Linked DNA regions of Ovis aries: region 2 is linked to region 1. Evidence: chromatin contacts called from public Hi-C data. All regions are on one chromosome and are shown on one strand. The core of a region is the stretch at or near the end of the contact, and the rest is flanking DNA. Distances in the headings are between cores, read along the strand shown. Region 1 has its middle 36 kb from the start of EPCAM. Region 2 overlaps TTC7A (tetratricopeptide repeat domain 7A).

Region 1 (4,538 bases), core at 1,419-3,918:
CTAGGTAGCGGCATAGCTAGTGCTTAAACCTAAAGTCTGACTCCAAGATGCCAAGATGAGAAGCCAAGAATCCAGGCTGTGACTGGCAGTCCAGGCAGAGAGGCTTTTGAAGGAAGACAGGAATGCTGTGGTGTTGCAGAAGCTTTCTCCTTTACTCAGGAGGATTGGGGGCTTCATAGACTAGTAAATTCCCCTGCACATTGAGTAGTTACCTTTTGGCAAGTAAAACATTAACAACAACAACAACAGCAACAACTAAACCCGCAAGCGTCATTTCATAAAATAGAAAAGTAAATGTAACTTCAGTGCAAAGAAGGAAACAGTTGCAGAATAAAGGCCACACTTTAAGTTGAATAAATCTCCATTTGTAAAAGCCTCCCTCCATTGTCCTTATTTTTCTCATCTCTCTAGGCCTGTGTGCTAAGTTGCTTCAGTCGTGTCCGACTCTTTGTGACCCCATGGACTGTAGCCCACCAGGCTCCTCTGTTTATGGGATTCTCCAGGCAAGAATACTGGAGTGGGTTGCCATGCCTTCCCTCTAGAGGATCTTCCAACCCAGGGATCGAACCCACGTCTCTTATGTCCCCTGCATTGGCAGGCGGATTCTTTACCGCTAGCGCCAACTGGGAAGCCCACTGTGGGCTGGCGAAAAGGTTCTCATGGATGCTACATGTCTCAGGACCCTCATCTGGGACCACTACAAGGCCTTGTTTGATCCTCGTAAAGTAGGCAAAGAAGGCAGAGAAAGTCTTGCTAACCTTCAGTTTATTAATGAAGAAACCATAGTCCAGAGAAGTTAAGAAGTTTGTTTCAGGATGTACAGTTAATATATGGCAGGTCCAGGCTGCAAACCCAGGTTTTTAGACTCCAGGTCCAGGGGTCCTTGCCTGCGTATCTCGAGTCATTAACCAGATGAACTGACTGCCCAGCAGACTGACTCCTGTGTGAGGACCTGAACGTTCAGAAGGAGAAAGAGGGCACTGATATGTGCAGCTTCCATGGATAGGGCTCAGATGTGAGTGTCTAGCTGAGAGGCAGTCTCTGGCCTTGGGACAACATGAGAAGCCCTTTCAGGGGAAGGAAGGAGTGTATTTTCTCTTCTATCCCCAGGCTCACCTTACCACAGGGCTGGGCACACAGGGCTGGCAGGAAATCCTTGAAGCTTAAAAGCAAGAGTATGGCTTTGAATTTAGCAGGATTTTACTATGGAACGTAGAGAGGAAGAAAGGAAAGGGAAAAAACATCTCAGACACAGTTTGATAGGATGCTGTTGGCAGGAGAAGAAAAGGGATGGGCTCTGGAAAAGACTGGATAACGGTCCCCTGGACAGTGATGGGCAGAGGGAGGCAGCAAGACAGGGCTTGTCTCCGCTAGTCTCTGGGGTAGGCGGGGTATGTGGGTGGATAGCAGAGGCAGGAGCGATGAATGGGATTTCCCAGTGCTCTGACCAAGGCCGCACTACTGATTATGGCTCCAGTGCCCTGCCTCCTGCTTCAGTGTTACCACCCCATTCTCGATTTCTGGGCACCAAAGTTCTCCATGAGATCCCACCTCAGAACCTTTGAACATGCTGTTCCTGCTTCTGGGAATGCCCTTTTTATAAAACCAACACTTATTAAAGCCTCTTCATTCATTGATGACTTCCCTGACTCCTGTCTACCAGGTGGAGGGGTAGACAGCCCAGAGCCACACTGGCCCACCTTCAAAAGCAGTGAACATCTATTTATTGGCTGCACTGGGTCTTTGTTGCTGCGTGCAGGCTTTCTCTAGTTGCAGCGGACAGAGGCTACTCTCTGGCTGTGCTCGGGCTTCTTACTGTAGAAGCTTCTGTTACTGCGGGGCCCAGGCTCCAGGGTGCATGCGCTTCTCAACTGGCACATGTGCTCAGTTCCCCCTCAGCATATGGAATCTTCCCGGACCAGGTATCAAACCCACGTCTCCTGTACTGGCAGGCAGATTCTTAACCACTGGCAATTCTAGACATTTAAATACACGCTATATGCACAGAGCCTAGGGGCAGCACATCAACCAGCAGGGTGCTTGTGAGGCCCACGGGAGCAGCAAAGAACACACTTCATCTTGTCTTGGGTGGGGTCAGCACCTTGAACCTTTCCTTCGTGTCTTTGCTACAGTCTGTAATTATGTATCCGATGATGTCATTTCTCCGCTTAATAGCCAGCACCTGAGGTCAGGGCTTTTTTTCTTTGTGCTGACCATTGTAGCTACGGCTTAGCCCTGGAGCCAGGGGCCTGGATGGAGCCTTCGGTACATTTGTTGAATGGAATCCTTCCTGCCTTGTTTTCTTTGAGGGCTGCCTGTCTGTGCAACTGGCATTTTGCTTTCAACTCATAATTCTTGGGGGTCGGGTGGGAGGGCTTGGAAGTCATGGTCATGTCTAGAAAACTGTTATCAGGCTACTGAAATTTGTGTTTTCTTCCTTGCTCGTGGTTCCCACTAGGTTTGAGGTCCTCTCATACCGGGGACAATTGAGCCTGTCACTTGCTGGTGAGCATGAAGCGTGGGCTCTTGTGAGAGGTGTGTGCTGGATGGGCCTGAGTTGTCAGCTCTGATTGGGTAGGACTAATGAGACTTCTAACGTATGGGGTGTGGGGTGGGTAGGAGCAGGGCCCTGGCACCTGGAGGACCTGTCATTCCCCATTTCGCCACCAAGAGGCACTGTTGCTCCATGGGGAAGAGCCAAGCTGGCCTGCGCTGGACCTGTAGAGCAACCAGGTTCAAGTGATGACATCAGCTGGTATTTCCTGGGCACCACAGAGGTGGTAGGCACTTAGAATGCTCTAAATCCTTAGTCATGAAACAGGTATGATGAAATCTATCTTACAGACCAGTTGAGGCATAAACAGGATCAGAGAGATTAAATGACTTTCTCAATGGACAAGTCAGAATTCAGAGCCTGACTAAATCCAAAACCCAGGGCCTTCCTGCCCCTCCCCTGCCCCCCACTCCCTCAGCCACAATACCAGATCTCATCAAGCCTGTCCGCATAGCAGCCACCTACCAGGGCTGTTGCCCACAGCCCAAGCTTCTTTCTTTCAGTTGACTCAGTTTAGTCAATTCTGATTATCCAGATTAATACAGGGGCCACGGACTGGGGTGTAAAATTTTAAATTGGGTTATTGAAATGCTTTATTTGGATCCAGAGACCATTACTCTGTGTGTGAGTTTGGGGGCTGAGGGTAGTGAGGGGTGCGGACAACAGATTTGCCCTTCTCCTGTTCTCACGCTACAATCCCTCCTCTTCCACCCCGCCAGCCCTCACATGGCCATCAGAAAGCTTTCCTGCAGATTTGCTCAGATGCCTCGTCTCACTATCATACTTCCGTGGCCCCTGTAGCTTCCAGAAAGAAGTCCCATTCCTGAGCCAGCACCAGAGGTCCTTTTTTCATGAGCTGGAACTTTCCTTAAGCCCCCTACTCACTCACAAGCATGTGCCCTTAGCTCCTGAGCCCTAGCCCCTCAGGGGTGCCAACTCTCTGAAGTAAGCAGGAACAACTGGATTTCCCACCAGGTGGCTGGGGAGATGAAATGACACCTGCAAAGCTGCCAGCACAGGGCTGACTAGTTAGCAACTGATTAATATTCCTTGCCGTCCCTTTCTCAGTCCTGGGAAATGTCTAAGGAAAATGCAGCCTGCAAAGGCAAATTTAGGTGTATAATGAACACTCTACGTGGTGCCATCCCTGGGTAAACATTTGCAGACACAGGCAAATGTCATCAGGGTGGTATTTTGCTCAACCTGATGCTAGGGAAGGCATTTCCTGTACTGTTTTTTCTCCTGTGCCCATGGTGCCCAGCTCCTAGGTGATTCAAACACCCTCTGATGCTAAACTCCTTGAGGGCAGGAGTAGGGCTGTGAACCTCAGAGTATCCTTTTAGGTCTAAATAGCACCAGGTCTTCACTGGTGTCTCCAAGAATGCCAGCTGGCCGATTAATTATTGACTAGGTGTGAGCAAAACTGGAGGGATGGGCAGGTTATTTCAGGGCATCATTGTCTGAAACAGAAACAGCATTGTTTTCAGAGGCTGTTGAAGCCTGGAAGACATATAGTACTTTCTTCTTCCTGTTGCAGAAGCTGGTGGTTGAAAACCACAGGGCTTCTATTTTTTTAATTAATTTTTATTTGAGTATGGTTGATTTATAATGTTGTGTTAATTTCTGCTGTACAGCAAAATGGATCAGTTATATACATACGTATATCCATTCTTTTTTAGACTACTTTTCCATATGGGTCATCACAGAGCATTGAGTAGAGTTCCCTGTGGTATACAGTAGGTCCTTAGTAGTTATCCATTTTGTATACAGTAGTGTGTATGTCAATCCCAATCTACCAATTTGTCCCACGCCTCTTCCCCACTTGGTAACCCTAAGTTTGTTTTCTACATCTATAACTCTATTTCTGTTCTGTAAAAAAGTTCACTTGTACCATTTTTTAAAATGATTCCACATATAAGCTATATCATATGATATTTATCTTTCTCTAGATGACTTACTCAGAGAAGGCAATGGCAACCCACTC
Region 2 (4,520 bases), core at 1,059-3,558, 290 kb after region 1:
CAAACCAGGAGGCCATGGATTCCAACTCAAGCAAACCCTGGCTGGTCAGGAGCAGAGAGAAAGAGGAGATGTGCGTGCAGGCATGGGTTAATGGAAACAACCTGTCTTAGAGCAGCCTGCAAGTGGGCCACACAAGGAGGTGGCAAGCTCCCCGGGGCCCCTGGTCAGCAGCAGGCAGTGGGGAGGATTTTGCAAAGCACTTTATCTCATCCAGCCTTTGCAACTTCTAATGAGATTGGTGAGGGAAGCTTCATATTCCCGGGCACCAGCTCAATGCTTGGAACACAGGAGGCACTCAAGAAATTATTGTGGAATAAATCCATCCTCATTCTCCAAAGGGAAAATTAAAGCCCTGAAGATGCCTGCCTTTTTAGGCCATCACTCACCCAATGGAAAAGGTGGGCTCCCTGCAGGCACCAAGGGATTCAGATTTCACTCCCTTCTAGCTAACCAGACTCTCCAGAAAGACAACAGTGTTCTGACTTGGCATAGTTACACTTCCCTTTCCTGGCTATTTGAACTCCAGGACTCCTTCGACGAAGTCTTTTCAAAGGGCTCACTGCATACCAAGTACCTGGATATTGTCCGACGCGATGGACATGAGTTTGAGCAAGCTCCGGGAGTTGGTAACGGACAGGGACGCCTGGAGTGCTGCAGTCCATGGGGTCACAATGAATCAGACACGACTGAGTGACTGAACTGAACTGGATATTGAACACCAACTATCCTGTTCTCAACAGGCATCCAACTAATACAGGGGGGATGAATTAAAAGACTGAATGATGAATGAATAGCTCATTTATGGGCTTGCACGTAAGGTGCTCATGGTCTATAAATTTAGTCACGCCCCTGATTTATTCAAGAGCTTAGCAAAATATTTTGCATACAGTAGGGCGCTCAACAAATTTTCTTGAGGGGGAGAATGAGAAGCAGGGAATGAGAAAATACATGGAATCACCACCAAGTGGAACCTAAACAGGCTCTGGCACGCACGGCTCCGGCTGGAAGTCTCCGGTTCAGGGCTGGCACTGCTAATCGCATATGAGAGGTTTCTGGTCAAAGACCCAGAAATGCACAGCCAGGCCCCAATAGCTGGAGGACTGAACCAGAAGGCAGGGTCAGGTGAAGTTCAAATGGTTATCAAGCTATTCCTTCCTGCCACAGAACCACATCATCAGTTTCAAAAACTAACGCTCTCCTCTTCACTCCCAACCCCAGAAAAAGACTGTGACACTTCCGGGCAGGGCCCTGAGGACATCCAGGCAAGGACACCGGTCTAGCGAGGTAGGGGATGGGCAGTGGGTAAGGACGATAAGTAAAGACTGTGCATTGAGAGAGGCTGGAAGAATGTGCCTTCTCTGATGGGCCTCCGAGTTCTCCCTTTGCCTAAAGAGGTCTCTTCCGTGACCACCAGGAGGCTCTCCTGGGTTTTGCTGCTGGGTGACTCTGCTCCCTGGATGCCCCCTTGAGCCATCTGTCTCCTGCCCTCCCCCGGCACTGCAGATACTGGGTGGCTGATGAGAATACTAAATCACTGCTGATTGGACACATCCCTCACTGGGTTATACTCAACAGCAGGCTGGGTTTTCTAAGGTACCTACACACACACACAGTAAAAGGGAGAGTGTTTTCATAAGGCTTCACAGCCTGCCAAGCCCTGCAACTCCCTTAGAAAACACACATTCCCTTCTCTATTGTTTGGTTTTGGTACAAAACCAAATATTGCTTTAGTGATTAAAAAAAAACCAACTGAAAAGTTTTTTTAAAGAGCATGCACAAAACATTCAGCCCACCTGGTTCAACATACATAACCCAAGCTGGCTCCCAGACCTGAGCCAAGAATGAGCTCTGTACATCTAGGGAGAAGGAAAGGAAAAAAAAACACTCCAAGGAGAAAATGGCCCCTTGCCCACTGTGGGGGAAGGAGCCCAGTCAGCTCAAATTCTTTTCTTGGGAGATGCTCAGAGACTCAGTTCTAGTGAGGTCAGGGTCATCAACAGTTTCCCTGGCATTGCACCACCCTCAGCTACCCCCTGCTGCTTCACTCCTGGAACTGCTCCATGCAAAGGAGAACCAAGCCTCCCCCACAGCCAAGACCCTGGGCTCACCAACCCCCAACTGAGAGATGCCTCCTCCTGGCAGTTGTCATCCACAGAACTGCCTGGGGTGAGGCTCCAACCAGAGTCCACGGCTGCCCTCTGGTGGCAGCGAGGGGGAAGTGGAACCCAGGTATCCCAGGTCCCTGCCCCTTGGGAGGGGCCTTCAACTCTGGACTTTCAGGCCAGCACTTTCAGTCCCAGGTCAATTAGGAACTCTGCCATCAGTCACAGAGCAAGGGGCAGGAGTCAGCTGGGGAAATTAACTGCAGGATCAATAGGGCAAGGCCCTTGGAAAAAATGAATGTCCCTCAGACACTGAATGAGTAAGCGGGCAGCATGAGGGAGGCCCAGGCCTCAGTGAAGCTCAGGATTAAAGGAGCAGCACTGTCTGGAGGCCAAGCAAACACCACTCACACTGCACAGTGGAGAGCACCACACCCTTTAAGTTACGCAGATCCTCAACTGGAGGGATCAATCCTCAATCCTCAACAAGCCAGGCCCTGGGAGCCAGCACTACTCGTGGTCATCTGGCCCTTGGGGCTGGGCACCCCGTTCTCAGCAGGCTCTCCTCTGACCCTCTGGAGCCTGGGTCCACACCACACCCACACGGGAATGAGCTCCAGCTCTCAGATTCCAGCCCAGAGTCTGAGAAGCAGATACCACCACCTCCTCCTGTTCTTTGGCTCTAATGAACGTCCTCTAACACCCAACAGTGCCGGAGCTCCAGGGACTCCACTCCACCCAGCCTGTCAGAACAAAATGTCTCCCTAGAGTCCACCCTGTCCCAGGCGGCGCCCAACCCCCTGCCTTCTTTTCCTCCAGCACAGGGCACTGTCCACCATCCACACATGGCTCCCACAGCTCCCGCTCAGACGTGGGCCCTGTGAGGACGGACCTCGTCCGGCCTGGCAGCTGGGGGCAGCACTCAGGGGGCTCTCAGCAGCAAGCTGGGAGAGGAGCTGCTGTCTCTCCTCAGGGCTTTTCCATCTTAGCCACCTTTCCGCTATTGGGCTGTGACCTCTTTCAACACAGCAAAGGGTTTCTCCCAACCCTTCCCAAACACCCCAAGAGCCCAGGCAATGGGAGTGAATTTAACCACCAGCAAACGGCTCTGGAGCCCTGGAAAAGACTCTCCAGAGCTGCCCCAGAGACAGTGACGAGGGTGTCAGGCATCTGCATCCGTCTCCCCCTGACCTCCAGCCTCTGCACCCTGAGCTAAGACCGTGGTTCTCAAGTGTGGGGCCAGGCTGTGGGTGGGACAGACACAGTTCAGCACCAGGTTTGCTGGCAACACCACCTGCTGGCCTTGTGACTTTGGGCAAGTTCCTTAACCTCTCTTTCAGGAAAATGGGGATATTACTAGTTCCAACTTTACAGGATTACATGTAAAGGCATCAGCATTCTGCCTGACACGCAGTAAGTATTCAACAAGTATCGGCGACCATCAAGAAGAAAGGTATAAAGACATTATTCAAAGCCCACCCAGGCACCCAGGACTACTTTATCTTTGTCACATTCCAGGGTCACCTCTGGGCTGGATGAGTTCACAGGAAACAGAGAGGGAAGGACCGCGCTGCTGCCACGCATCCTGAGAACTGCTCCTCACACTCAGGCTTTCAAAAGTTCGGGCTGTTCGCTGGGAGAAAAATGATGATTCAGTCTCTATTTGTCTATATGTGGGAGGCAGGGTGGAGCAGGGGTTGGGGGAGTTGGCATCCTGGCTCTAAGGACTGAAATTTGTGCTTCAGGAGGCAGAGGACAAAGACAGGGGAACAAAGTGACAGCCTCAGAAAAGAACTGAAATGATGCTGGCTTTCCCGGAGGGGTGGTGGCTGGTTAATGCCTCTGCCCACAACAGGCAAATGCGCGCGCGCACACACACACAGCCTGAGTGTGCGGAACAAAGACAGGGCAGGAAGCAGGCCAGCTCGGGAGGAGCAGGGGCTCCGGAAGAGGAGCCGCTCTCTGAGAATGTGACTCAGGGTCCCAGAGAAGGAAGTGGAGCCCTGACTCAGCACAGCAAGGATCAACAGGACCCTGTCCTTCTCCCACATACCCCACAAGTACCAAGGCTGCCCTCTGACACCCCCAAAACCCTAAGTGGCATGGGTTTCCATGCCACTCAAATCTGAAGCTGGAACCCCAGGGAGTGATGTCAAGCAACTAACTCAAGCTCATTTGAGCCCTGGCCCCGGGAGTCACATGACCTCCTTCACAGAGCACATGGTCCAGCTTGGCACACAGCATGTGCTTGATAACTGCTGGCTCTCTCCTTCCCTCCTGGCTGTCCAAGATGCTCACCTTGACCTCATCATACCAGCAGAGAAGCTGGTATGCGGAAGGGAGCAGGCAGCCCTGAGGGGTGAAGGGAAGGGGACCTCAGTGGAGAGGGAGTTAACAGTGCTCTGAATTCCATACGCC

What was found. Hi-C and Micro-C count contacts between places; a contact is called where the count stands out from the background.
Region 2: a contact with region 1 is called in a Hi-C map of liver, with 7 times the contacts expected there. The contact joins two enhancer-like sites. A contact is called at or near these places in 15 of 16 Hi-C or Micro-C datasets (blood, hypothalamus, liver and 7 more).

The regions. Positions count from the first base shown.
Region 1 is chr3:77,065,228-77,069,765 of ARS-UI_Ramb_v3.0, forward strand. No RefSeq gene overlaps it. Among named protein-coding and RNA genes, the nearest start is that of EPCAM, 36 kb to the left of the region's middle. Within about 2 kb of position 2,669, at least 19 of the 54 cell types and tissues checked have an H3K27ac peak or open chromatin away from gene starts, as enhancers often do. A contact at or near this core is called in liver, where this site is marked.
Region 2 is chr3:77,354,178-77,358,697 of ARS-UI_Ramb_v3.0, forward strand. All of the region lies in intron 5 of TTC7A (tetratricopeptide repeat domain 7A), which reads right to left. Among named protein-coding and RNA genes, the nearest start is that of TTC7A, 38 kb to the right of the region's middle. Within about 2 kb of position 2,309, at least 30 of the 54 cell types and tissues checked have an H3K27ac peak or open chromatin away from gene starts, as enhancers often do. A contact at or near this core is called in liver, where this site is marked.